Regions from separate parts of the Pan troglodytes genome. Here region 2 is linked to region 1. Evidence: chromatin contacts called from public Hi-C data. All regions are on one chromosome and are shown on one strand. Each heading gives the region's core, a stretch centred on a gene start, on an enhancer-like site or on the middle of the called end of the contact. The rest is flanking DNA. Distances are from core to core; before and after follow the strand shown. Region 1 holds the start of CREBBP (CREB binding protein). Region 2 holds the start of ADCY9 (adenylate cyclase 9).

Region 1 (6,748 bases), core at 293-2,792:
GGTCGGTCACAGAACTATTTCCACAAGTTGAACAGCTGTGTCTAGTGCAAATCTGAAGGCAGCGACGTAATTCAATTTGGACTCATTCATTAGAAACTGATTTTCAGATGCTACCACTGCAAGACTACTGGAGAAATGCAAGCTGCGCTGGAGATGGAATTGTTCGCAGCGGCACACAAGTTTTTGCGGCAAAGGAGAGAGCTCTAAAAGAGGAAATACAACTAGTTCATGTTACTATGAACCAGCGCAGTGGGACCCAGAATTACTGAATTAATAGAAAACTAAATACTTCTCTTAAGCAGCTATGATAACTTAAGAAAGTTTCCAGGGAAGCCGTCTAATGAAAGGAAACAAACAAACAAAAAGATGATTTATTCAGTATCCTGCTACATTTTTTTGAAAAATTGGAATTCCTACATTCCTTAACATAATTCTTTGTACATCTACACTGTGAAAGCAACACAAACTCAAATGTAGATTGCAGCCCAAATGAACTTAAATCTGCTGTTTAACTTTCTTTTGAAGTTATACATGGAAATGAAACACACCACAGCAACTTTCATGACATCTTGCTAACGAAGTTTGGGTTTTGAAAAATGGAATGACTAGTTGACTAAAAACACACACGCACACACACACACACACACACACACAAAACAAGGAGTTTTGAAAATAAGCACTAAGCATCTTTCCAAGGAACTCACTCATTCCAAGAAACTTCGGTTCTAACTCGCAAGCTGGCGGCTGCTGTGAGTGTCCTCTGACTGCAGCCTGGTCAATGTGTCGCCAATCCAGAAAACACACTGCCCTACCTTTGGCCGCGATCTTGCTTTCTCTAAGCATCAAAGGTACCCTCCGCTGTCATTCCTCTGGACGGCCACGCGTGTGGACACGGCCGCGGATGGATGCGTAGGGCATTACCAAAAAAACCCACACGCTGCACTTTACTTCTTCCCTCCTGGAGTGCCACTAGGGTCCCCGCGAGGAGGGCTGATCGGGTGCGGGGAGGCCGAGTGCACCGGGCGTGTGCTGACCAACTCGGGCCCAGTGACAAGTCCTGCGACGAACTTCCACCCTCCCGCGCGGGGCGAGGGGAACGGGCTGCGGGGCCTGCTCCGAGCTCCCGGCTCGATCGGTATCCGCGACCACGACCCCCGGACGCTCTCTTTCAGGTGGGGGTGACAGCGCGCCCCGGGTCCCCGCCGCCCCGGACCCCCTCCTCACCTGTGCTGTCATTCGCCGAGAAACCGGGCGAGCTGAGTTTGGCTCTTTTGGGGTTGGGCGGTCCGTCCAGCAAGTTCTCAGCCATTTTCACCTGCTCGCGAAAACAGCCCCGGGCGCGGGCGGCCGGGCCGGCGAGGGCCCGGACGGGGGTCGGGGGCCCTACCGGCTGCGAGGGAGAGGAGCGAGCGCGGGCCGCGAGCGGGCGGGCGGGCGCCGAGGGAGAGGGAGGGCGCAGGCCGGGTGGGGGAGGCGGCGGCCAAATCTCAGCCACAGCAACAGCGCCCCGCAGCGCTCACCGCCCGCCCCCGGCCGCCGCCGCCGCCGCCGCCGGCCGCGGCCCCCTCATCCCCTGCCCGCCTCCCGAGCGCGACACTCCGCGGTGGGGGCGCCCCGGCGGCCCGGCCGCCCCCCCGGGCCCGGCTGGCAGCGACGGCGCCCGGCCGGGCGGCTCAGGCAGTCCCCGAGAACATGGTGCCGCCGCCGCCGCCTCGCTCCCCCCCCGCGCCCCACTTAATGAATTCGCTCGCGGCCCGACGACGAGGGGGCTCCGGGCTCCGCTCCCCGCCCGCGGCCCGCCGCCGCCGCCGCCGCCGCCGTGAGGAAAAACAATGCGCCGAGCGGGGTCGCCGCCGCCGCCGCGGCCCCCCCACCCCCGTTCCGCCGCCGCCGCCGCTGCCGCCGCTGCCGCCGCCGCCGCCGCCGGGCTCCGGGAGGCCGAGCAGAGAGGCGAGCGGGGCCGCCGGGGCGGGCGCCGAGGGCCGGGCGGAGCGGGCCGGCCGGGCGGAGCGGGGTGCGCGGGCGGTTGTGGGGCCCGGGACCGGCGGGGCCGAGTAGATCGCGCTCGAAGCCCCGGTCGGGTCCGCGACAAGATGGCGGCTGTTGATTCCTCAATTAAAAAAAAAAGAAAGTTTTTTTTCTTCTCTTTCCAGAGCCTGAACGGGGAGGGGGTGGGGGCGGGGCACGCCGGTGCGTCACCCCCCCGCGGCGTCACCACGCACGGCCCCCGCCCCGCCCCCTCCACCTGCGCCGGCCGTGGCGGAAAGAGCCGAGCGTGCTCGGGCCGAAGGGCTGAAGGCGCGGCCGCCAAGCGTAGGGAAGCGGGCGGCCGGGCGCGGGCCAGGCCTGCGGGGCGCCTGGGCTCCGGGCTGAGCCACAGCTTTTGTTCTGATGGCGACCAGGCGTAGAGGGCCGGGGCTCCAGGCCCCAGCGGGCTCCGGGAGCGGCGGCCTGGCCGCGGGCTGGGCTCTCGGGCGCGGATTCGACGCCAGCCCGGGCCCGCCCGTCCCGCTGGGGCGGCGCTGCGTGTTCCCAGCTCCTTGCGTCCCTTCCCCAGACCCTCCTAGGTGGCGTCGGTCGGGAACGGTCGGGGCGACCCCAGCCCAGGCCGCGCCACTAGCCTTCGCCGCCGGCCAGGGAAGTGGAATGGCCTCTGCAGGTTACAGACCGCCCTTGGGTCCTGCCGACGAGGTGGGCGGATGGGGAAACTGAGGCGGGGGGCGAGCAACTGCTCCAAAGTGGTCGAGGCAGGAAGTGGCAGGGCCGGGATTCGGGTCCCGCCCTACCTCGTGACACTAGGGAGTGAGGGGGCCTCACGCCTGTTCGCATCCCAAGGCGGCAGGGCAGACACCCTCACCTGTGAGAGCGGGGTGGCCAGGGCCGGCCTGGGCGGAGAAGGGCCCCCGCATCGGGGCTTAAGCCTGGACGCCCAGGCCGCACTCCCCGCCCCAGGCAACTTGCCTGGCGCCTCGCAGGTGCCCCAGACAGGGGTGCGGGCCTGGGGAGTCCCCCACGCGAGACCACAGCCCGCGGGACACTTCTACGAATACCCAAGGTGTTCCCATCCCAGTTAGTTATCTGCGCCTCCAAACTTGCCCGGCTTCCTCATAAAGGTATCAGCAGCTCCACTGTTTCCTAAGCCAGAAACCCGTGAGTCAGCGCGGATTCCTCCCTCTCACCCGCCACGCGCCCCTCTACCCACGGTCTTTACCTGGGAGACTGCTCCTCCCGCACTGTCCCGGTGGCTATGGTGGCAGCTACTCACTTAAGTGTTCTTTGCTCTCCACGTTTCTCCCCACGCAGCACCAGAGTTAACATCCCGAAAAGAGAGGGAGAAAATCTGTTTAAAACAACTCCCTGGCCAGGCGCGGTGGCAGATCACCTGAGGTCAGGAGTTCAAGACCAGCCTGGCCAACATGGTGAAACCCCATCTCTACCAAAAATACAAAAATTAGCTGGGCGTGGCGGCGTGCGCCTGTAATCCCAGCTACTCGGGAGGCTGAGATGCGAGAATCACTTGAACTGCGGAGGCCAGTAAGCCGGGATCTCGCCATTGCACTCCATCCTGGGCGACAAGAGTGAAACTCCGTCTCAAAAACAAAACAAAACAAAACAAAACAAAATCCCTGACATAGAAAAAGAAAACACTACATAGTCTTTCTTTAAAAAAGAACACGTATGAATTCTCTTAAAAACATAGGTGTATGTACATATGGTGACTGTCCTTGAGTGTCAAGATTGAGTGATCGTTCTGCTTTTCTGTGTTTACCTGTACTGCTCAAAATCTTGGACCGTGATACCGCTCTTGAATCTGTCTCTTCTACTTTACATGGCTCACTTCACCATCATCATCCTACACCCACTTGGCCAGTAGGCAGTTCACATCATTCAGGTTTTTTTTGTTTTTTTTTTTCAAATGCTGGTCCCTGTGCTGAGATGACATGCCTGGCAAATTCTAACTCATCCTCCAGAACCCAGTTGAAATGTCACCTACTCCAGGAAGCCCTCCTAGCCCACTCCTCGGCTCCCATATCACTTCTGGGCTCTGTGAGAGAACACATAACACATCCTGCCCCATCTTCCCCACCTCCACTGCCCCCGAATTAGTTCATGTTTTTACTTATGCATCAAATAGCTCTTGAGAATCCCAAGGGTATCGAGACTGTGCTAATCCCCTTGGCCAAACATAAAGAGATCCCCATATATTCAAGGAGTTAAAATAGCACACCCTGGAAGCCATAAATGGAAGTATTCAAGAAGTCAGTTTGCACAGGAATGGCAAGAAGTGTATCAGTGGCACAGGGCAGGCCACACCCTGTATCTGAATGCTCTGGGTGTCCATCTCACCAAGGGTCTGTGAGCTCCTTCGGGGCAAAGATGGTGTCTTAGTCACATAAACAGTGCTCTGCAAGAAGAAGTAGGTTTGTAAAACTGAATGAGTGATGAGCTGTGTCAGGTGCTCTGAGTCCTAGAGGCCTTCAGGCCACTGAAAAGGGTGGGCCCCAGCCTGAGGTGGCTCCAGGCCACTCTTCAAACGGGACAAGGTGTCCAGCCACCTAGAGGTCTTAGGGCCTGCCTTGGGGCAGTGGAGACACCATGCAGCCCCCCAGGGGTCCGTTGGTGAGTGGTTTACACAGAAGTGGGCACAGGAGCTTGAGCCATTCCCTGACAGGTTTCCATTTTACAGAGGAAAGCAAGGGAACTCAGTCGCAAGGACTCAGAAGTAAATAACCCGGACATGGCAAGGCTGGGCCTGGAACCCATGTCCTCACTCTCCAAAGACCCTAGTCTTCCTGTCTCACCACGTTCCACCCTCAAAATATACCGGCTCTGCAGTCCCTTTTTCTGTCTCATTGTTCTCACCTGTATCATTTTGATCAATTCTGGTATTCACTGATACCTGTTTTTTCTTTCCTTTCGATTTCTTCTCCCTTCAGTCTGACTCAAAGAACCCTGAGCTCAGACACTGATGGGGGAATAGCAAGGAGGGAAGCGTGGCTCCTGCCTGCACTCACTTAGCTGGGGATCACCTTCAACAAGTGAGTGCCTTAGGGATACCAGGCCGCTCTGCCATGCCTCCCATGGATAGCACTTCCTACAATCCTGGAAGGAAAAATTGTCCTCATTTCACAGATGAAGAAATAAGGCACAAAGGAGGACAAGCCACCCAGCCACGAAGGGCCTTCACTCCGGTGCACACCTAAGGCTTCCTGCTCTTTCCACAAACCTCACCCTCTCCAGTCTCAGATACCACATTAAAAAACAATCAAAGGACTGGGCATGATGGCTCATGCCTATAATCCCGGCACTTTAGGAGGCCGAGGTGGAAGGATCTCTAGAGCCCAGGAGTTTGAGACCAGCCTGGGCAACAGTGAGACCCTCATCTCTACAACAAAATGTTAAAAAATGAACTGGGCATGGTGGCGTGCACCTGTAGTCCCAGCTGCCTGGGAGACCAAGGCAATAGGATCACTGGAGCTCAGGAGGTTGAGGCTGCAGTGAGCTATGATCAAACCACTGCAGTCCAGTCTGGGGCAACAGTGAGATACTGTCTAAAAAAAAAGAAAAAGAAAAAGAAACGAAAGAGAAAGAAATGGAATTGGAATTGTTGGCCGGATGCGGCGGCTCACGCCTGTAATCCTAGCACTTTGGGAGGCTAAGGTGAGTGGATCACTTGAGGTCAGGAGTTCGAGACCAGCCTGGCCAATATGGTGAAACCCTATCTCTACTAAAAGTATAAATAAATGGCTGGGCATGGTAGGGGGGCACCTGTAATCCCAGCTACTTGGGAGGCTGAGGCAGGAGAATTGCTTGAACCCGGGAGGCGGAGGTTGCAGTGAGCCAAGATCGCACTCCAGCCTGGGCAACAAGAATGAAACTTCGTCTCAAAAAAAAAAAAAAAAGAAAAAGAAATGGAATTGTTGCAATTTGATATTGATTGTCCCTTTCTAGGCTTAAATAGATTAAAAGATAGCATCAGGTTTGGACTTTGCCTTCAAGCGATGCAGAACAGCATTGGGGAGAAAAACACAAACAGGACACACATTGAAAAGATAAGCAGAGAATCCAAGTCAGAATAGCACAAAATCATAATAACTGATCCCCCAGGGGTGGGAGTCCCGGGGTTGGGGGGCAGAGGCCTGGGGGAGTAGTCCCAGGAAGGCAGGATTCCAGCCAGTTCCTGGTGGACAGAAGGCAGAATGTGGTCTGGTGGTGTGGAGGGATCCAGACAGAGCTAGGTTCAAGTCCCAAACCTACTGCTTTTTCTTAGCTGTTTTGAAAACAAATACCTTGGCCAGGCGTGGTGGCTCACGCCTGTAATCCCAGCACTTTAGGAGGCCAAGGCGGGCAGATCACCTGAGGTTGGGAGTTCGAGACCTGCCTGACCAACATGGAGAAACTCCATCTCTACTAAAAATACAAAATTAGCCGGCCTTGGAGGTGCATGCCTGTAATCCCAGCTACTCGGGAGGCTGAGGCAGGATAATTGCCTGAACCCAGGAGGCGGAGGTTGTGGTGAGCCAAGATTGCACCATTGCACTCTAGCCTGGGTAACAGGAGCAAAACTCCATCTCAAAAAAACAAAAAAAGAAAAAAAAACAAATACCTCCTCACCTGCTGAGAGAGTTGAGGTGCGGTGGAGATGAGATGGAGGGTGCACAGGGTCCCTGGCACACCAAGGCACCATATAGCTGCTATTTGGGGCAGTGGGAAGCAGGCGCTCAAGGGTGAGAAGCCCCTCTCCTCT
Region 2 (6,893 bases), core at 1,052-3,551, 230 kb after region 1:
TCGCGTCTAGGTCATCTCTGCACAGCGTCCCTTTCTGCAGTGTGAACAGATCTGTGATATTTGACCCGCTGAAAGAAAAGTCACACTGACCCTGAGATCCCCCCATGGTAAGGCATTCTGAGATACCTGAGCTGTCTGCAGACACTGAGGCTGGAAGTTTTTTTTTTTTTTAATTTAATACAATCAGGATCAGGGAGGGGGGATGCCGAGGTAAAGCAGTGCACATACCTTTCAACTGGTCAGCAACCACGCTCTGGCCCAGCCGTTCAATAACTTTCCCATCTTCCATTTCGTACCGGTCATCTAAGTATTTTGCGGTGGCCTCAGAAATGTGAACTTTGCCGGCCACTCCCAGCTGCTCCATGAGATTGGCCAGGTTCACATCGTTGGACCACACGTCAAATTTAAACCTCCTCATGCCCAGGATGCCGCAAAGGACGGTGCCCGTGTGCACCCCGACTCTCATGTTCACCATCTCCTTCTTCTCCTGGCAGAACTGCTCGATGGCCTTGATCATGCCCAGGCCCATCTCGATGCAGCAGTAGGCATGGTCGGCCCGGGGCTCGGGACAGCCAGCCACGCAGTAGTAACAGTCTCCCAGAGTGCTGATTTTCTCACACTTGGTCTCCTCACACAGGCGGTCGAAGCGACCGAACAGATCGTTCAGGAGACCCACCAGGGCGTGGGCAGACTTGTTGGCACTCATCTTGGTGAAGCCCACGATATCTGCAAATAAAATACTGACTTCTTCGATCTGCTGCATCTTAAAAGGGCGGAAGGCTATAGGAGCTTTTTGGATGGAAGACTTTTTCTTCCTGTTCTTGGGGCTCGAGGTGGCATGCCTCTTGACAGAATTCTCACTCTCCTCATCTCCCTGCTTCATTAAGTCATCGGCTATGATTCTTGGCATCACGGAATGAATCATCCTCTCTTTGAGGGCTTTTTCCACTTCCAGGTCCTTCCCGTGCATAATGGATTGCCCCACCTTGAGGAAGGTGCTCCTGGACCTCACCTGGGACATGACGAACAGGTGGACCCCGATGGCGTGGATGCAGCCGTGGAGCAGCGCCCTGCTCAGCAGCTCCCAGTGCAGGGCCCCGGCTCCGGGCGAGGGGAAGCAGGCTTCATCCCGGAAATGGTAGCCAAAGGTCTCGAAAAGGACAGAGTAGGCCACCCCCAGACACAAGCTCAGGTACAAAGGTAAGTGCATGACGGTATAGAGCAAAAAGAGCACTTCGATGCACATGGAGAAGCTCCCCACTTGAGATAAGCAAGTATCTGTGGGCCGGGCTGTGGCCGTAAGGTTGGAGCTGTCGCCGCGTCCTGAGACAGGCGTCAAGACCTGGAACTGCGCAGCCAGGGTCAGGGCGAACACCAGCAGGGTGAGAGCCAGCGAGGTCCACGCGTAATGCCGGGCGTACAGCTTGGTGAAGGTAAACAGAAAGAAGCCCACACACACCAGGAGGAAGCACAGCGCGGGGGCGACCATGACGATCAGTCTGGATCTCATGTGGACCGCAAAATAGATGCTCCACAGAAGGCAGGCGAAGCCGATGTAGAAGAGCGCATATCGGAACCGGCGCTGGGTCTGCGGGAAGCAGCGCTCCAGGCAGGCCTCCTCCAGGTTCACCGAGTCGAACTTGGGGTCCCACCAGCGGCTGGAGGCCCTCTCGAACAGCTGGGGCAGCTTCTTCTGCCTGCGCAGCCGGCCTCCGCCGCCCACTCGCCGGGGGACGCCCCCGGAGTCCCCAGAGCTGCTGCAGCTAGAGGAGATGCTGTATTTGCAGTGCTTGGGGTGGCTGTTGGAGGACAGCTGCTTGGGGTTGATCTTGACGCGCACGCTGTTGCTGTCCCCGCTGGAGTCGCAGCTCACCTCGGTGCTGTGGTGATGCAGCAGCTGCTGGTGGGGCGGGGAAGCCATGTTGTCGAGTCCCGGGGCCTGCCCCGGCCGGGGTCACCAGTACCTGCCAGCAAAACGGGGAGAGTTAGCGGCGCTCCCACCTAGGCACGCACGCCTAGAGGCCCGGGACCTGCTCCTGTCCTAAGGGGCGGCTCCAGCACGCGACCTGGACAGGCACCATCTGTTCCTGTGGTTCCCGGCTCAGCGGTGCTCCCACCGCCCCCACCGCCCCCACCTTCGAGGCGCACGAGAACCGCTCGGGACGGACCTAGAACGCCCGGGGGTCCCCGCCGCGTGGCCGCGTGGCTCCGGGACCGCTTTGCTCGCTCGCCTTCCGCGCCTCTCGCCCCGAGGGTGGCCTCCGCGCCGCGCGGCTTCTCCTCCTCGCGCGCTCGCCTCCTCCAGCTGCGGCTCCGGAGGGAAGTTCAGACCTTGAGCGCTCCCAGCCCCGCGAGCCGCCTGCGCACAAACAACTCCGCTGGCGGCGCGGAGCCCTCCATCCTGCAGGAGCCGCGCTCCGATGCGTCAAAGGCGGCGCGCGGCCGGCCCCGGCCCCGACCCCGACCCCGACCCGGAGCAGCGAGCTTCGGCGGGCGCCCCCGGCCCGCGCTCCCCGGCCGCCCCCCGCGCTCCGGGCCGGCCCTGCCCGCGGCGGCGGGCGCTGGGGGTGGGGGCGCCCCGGGCTGCGAGTGCGGAGCCCGTCGGCGCGGCCCGTCTAGCGGGGCCTGCTTCCCCCCGAGTGCGCCGCCGCTCCCGCCGCGGCCGCAGCTGTCCCGGGACCGAGCGCGTGGAACCACGGACGCGGGCCCCTCACCGGGCGGCGGTGCAGACGCTGCCGCAGAGCCGGGCTCCCGCGACGCCGGCCGGGACGCCCGCCCGCCCGCGCCCACGCCGGGGGCCGCCTCCCCGAGCTAGAGATGCGGCCGCCGCCGCGCCCGCCGCCGTGTCCCCCGCGGCCGCTGCCTCATGTCGGAAGAGCTGCCGCCGCCACCATCTCCGGCCCCCGCCCCGCCCGCTGTCACTGACAGACGCGCGCCCGCGCCGCCCCTCGCCCAGCCGCAGCGCGCACGCGCGGCCCGCGCACGCCGCCGCCGCCTCCTGGCCCCGGACACGCGCACGGGCCGCGCGCCGCCCCGCCTTGGTGCGCGCGCTAGGCTGGGGCTGGGGCTGCGGGGCGGGGCGGGGCGGGGCGCGCACTCGGCTCCGCCCTCCGCCCCGGGCGGCGCCGCTTCTAGGCGGCGGGCTGTGGCCACTGTCCGCGCTCCGGGCGCTGTGGGCCCGGCCTCTCTCGGCGCCCCAGAGGCCGCGCGCCGCCCGGGGTCCCGACCCTGCGGAGAGACCTGAAGGCGCCTGCCGTGGAAGGAGCCGCTGGCCGCAACGTTTGAGAAATCAAAATGTTGCCTTCCCACTCGGCACGCCTTTGGGATAAATCGAAGTTTCCAACCGTTGGATTTCCCTCCCGGGAGGCTCCCCTTGCTCTGTAAGCAATGAATGCGGGCCCCGGGGCACTCGGCCTGCCCTGGACCTGCTCACGGGGCGACCTTCGCGGGCCAAACCTCCAAAGCTGGGCCCACCGACGACCACGTTCCCCCGCCCCAGGGGTAGTTTACCTTGCTGTCCTTGAGCCCTTCTCATCCTCCTCATGAACTATTGCTTTTCCTTTTACACAAATGAGACTTTCAAAGGAGTCCGCGTCCTATAATGGCAGTTGTGCATTGGCCTCCATAAACATTGCCACGTGTAAATAAAATCCTATTCTCTCTAGCATGCAGATCCCGACCCCTTCTCCCCACACTCCACAGTGCCTCCTGCCAGTCACGGGGCTCTCTTCCATCCCCTCCCTCGCCTCCCAGGCCCAGCGCCCCTGTTGAATTAGAAAATAAAAGTAAAATGTGATCTGTCCATGCAATGGAATATTACTCGGCTACAAAAAGGAATGGAGCACCGATGCATGCTGCAGTGTGGAGGAACCCGGGAAACGTTATGCTAGTGAAAGAAGCTAAACACAAAAGGCCACATAGCGTATGATTCCATCCAGATGAAATGTCTCGAATTGGCAAATCCGTAGAGGCGACACAGATTGGAGGTTGCCAGGTGCTAGGGGAGGAAGATAAGCAGCTTGGGGTTTCGTTTTAGGATGATGAAAAAGTCTAGAAATGATCCAACAGGATGAATCTACATACTGCCCTTGAATCATACACTTTAAAGTGGTTTAGGCCGGGAGCGGTGGCTCACGCCTGTAATCCCAGCACTTTGGGAGGCCGAGGTGGGCGGATCACCTGAGGTCGGGAGTTCGAGACCAGCCTGACCAACACGGAGAAACCCCATCTCTACTAAAAATACAAAAATTAGCCGGACGTGGTGGCACATGCCTGTAATCCCAGCTACTCGAGAGGCCGAGGCAGGAGAATTGCTTGAACCCAGGAGGCGGAGGTTGTGGTGAGCTGAGTTCGCACCATTGCACTCCAGCCTGGGCAACAAGAGTGAAACTCCATCTCAAAAAATAATAATAAAATAAAATAAAGTGGTTTAAATGGTAAATGTTATGTTGAGTGTATTTTACCACAATAAAGGAGGAGAAAACTAAAAGTAACATATTGTGGTGGTATTCCTGCAGAAGTGTGTAATCTCAATCCAATCGCAAGAAAACACCAGACAAACCCAGATTGAGACCTGTTCTACAAAGTGATTAACCAGTACCCATCAAAAGTGTCCTTGGACACTTTGGGTCATGAAAGACAAAGACTGAGAAACTGTCACAATCTAGGAATTGTCCCTAAGGGGATAGATACAACAACTAAATGGAACATGGGATGCTGGTTGGGAACATGGAACAGGAAAGGACAGTAGCAGGAGAGCGGGCAAAATTCACATAAGATCTGCAATTTCCTGGTTCTGATCCTCTTACTATGGTTAGGTAAGACATTAACATTTTTAGGGGAAGCTGGGCCCTGTGCAGTGGCTCACACCTGTAATCCCAGCACTTTGGGAGGCTGAGGCAGACAGACCACCTGAGGTTAGGAGTTCAAGACCAGCCTGGCCAGCATGGTGAAACCCCCGACTCTACTAAAAATACAGAAATTAGTTGGGCATGGTGGTGTGCGCCTGTAATCCCAGCTACTCAGGAGGCTGAGGCACAAGAATCACTTGAATCCAGGAGACGGAGTTTGCAGTGAACCGAGATCGTGCCACTGCACTCCAGCCTGGGCAACAGAGCAAGACTCCATCTTGGGGGAAAAAAAAATTAGGGGAAGCTGGATGTAGGATATAGGGAAACTCGCTAGTATTTCTGCAACTCTTCAAGTCTAAAACTATTTCAAAATAAGTTTATCTAAACATTTTAAAAATAAACCTTTAATGAACATCAATTCTATGCCAGGCACTCTCACATATGAGGTTCAGAAACGCATGGTGTGTCACATGCATTCGCTTAGTAAATGGGATAATAATAGTGAACTAACATTGACCGAACACGTCATAAATGCCAGAAACTACTGGACATTTTCACCTGTGACACATTTGGTCATTGCCACAACCCTCTGAGGTAGATACTATCGTCCCTTGTTTAGAGAAGTGAAACCCAGGATTGAAGAGAAACGCACCCTAGGTCTCCCACTAAGGGTGATGAGTTCAGATGGAAAACCAGGTCTCAGAATTCTGAGGCCATGACGCCCTGTGTGACCCTGGCACTACCCTCTGCAAGCCTCACGATGGCCCAGCACAGACTGTACCTGTCTCATCCATCAGCCCAGCTGGATGGGAGGCCCTCAGAGCCAGGACTCACAGCTTCCGTCTTCCCTTGCTGGCTGCAACGCTGTGCTCCCCGCTTCCTGGTTTCCTGAAACGATCTGAAAGGTTGCCTGTCTGCACTTCTTTCCTCCTCCCTAAATCATTTGTGGTAACTTATGTGTTTGTAAGTTAGTCATGTCGGATTTTTAGTCACAAGTAATGATCATACTCACCTCCCTACTTTTCTGGAAGCAATTCGGCCACATTGCCTGCTGTGGAAACCTATAAGCTGACAAGCCTCCCCAGTCTCCAGGTCAGGGAGTGAATCATGCCATCAACCCCGGGGGACTGGGGCTGTGGTGCCAGCACTGTGTGTCAGGCCCTGGAGGTACAAGGATATGCCATCCGTATCTTTTCTTTTTTGAGACGGAGTCTCGCTTTGTCACCCAGACTAGAGTGCAATGGTGCGATCTCGGATCACTGCAACCTTTGCCTCCCGGGGTTCAAGCAATTCTCCTACCTCAGCCTCCAGTGTAGCTGGGATTACCACCATGCCCAGCTGATTTTTGTATTTTTAGCAGAGACAGGGTTTCACCATATTGGCCAGGCTGGTCTCGAACTCCTGACCTCATGATTCACATGCCTTGGCCTCCCAAAAGTGCTGGGATTACAGGCGTGAGCCACCGTGCCCAGCCGCCATCTGTATCTTTAAGGGGCTTAGGAATGATGTTCAGGGGAGGGTTTGGGTTAAGAAGATGGGATCAATTAGGCTTTCTGAAGGATTGGATGTGAAGGAGAGTTCTATAAAGGAGGTTAACCATCTTCTCATAATGCCAAGACCCAAAGGGAAGTCACTGGAGGGTTCTGGGTTCTTCTTGACCTCCCAGAAGCATAAAGGTACCTGATTCACAGAAGATACGGGGCAGATGCAATAGCTTTCTTCAAACATCCAATCCAGGGTGCTGCCAAATCCACAGAGAGTTTCTTTTTTTCATCTGTGATGTGTACAGAACTCCCACCTGGACACAGTGGGAATCAGAATGTGTCCATGAAAACTCTGCAAAAGCTTGCAGAATGCCTTGCCTGCCTCAGTGTCTCCTCCTCACCCTCCCTCACATGCAAATTCACATGATGGGTGAGGACCTTGGCTCCAGGATATCAGAGGTCAGACTGGGTGGCAACCATGATAGGCTTTGAGATAAGTTGCATAATGATTGAGTTGTAGCCATTCTCATCACACCGGCCCCTGAGGACTCGGCAGTGC

Evidence for each region. A called contact is a pair of places that touch in the nucleus more often than the background predicts.
Region 2: a contact with region 1 is called in a Hi-C map of stem cell-derived neural progenitor cells, with 4 times the contacts expected there. The contact joins the promoter of ADCY9 here to the promoter of CREBBP in region 1. A contact is called at or near these places in 1 of 7 Hi-C or Micro-C datasets (stem cell-derived neural progenitor cells) and 1 of 1 datasets of contacts at active chromatin or transcription factors (stem cell-derived excitatory neurons).

The regions. Positions count from the first base shown.
Region 1 is chr18:6,527,222-6,533,969 of NHGRI_mPanTro3-v2.0_pri, forward strand. It overlaps CREBBP (CREB binding protein), which reads right to left and starts at 1,543. Exons shown (of 31, transcript XM_523285.8): 1 at 1,225-1,543. The coding sequence starts at 1,309.
Region 2 is chr18:6,760,074-6,766,966 of NHGRI_mPanTro3-v2.0_pri, forward strand. ADCY9 (adenylate cyclase 9) reads right to left here and starts at 2,302. Exons shown (of 11, transcript XM_016929306.4): 1 at 2,169-2,302; 2 at 229-1,964. The coding sequence starts at 1,921.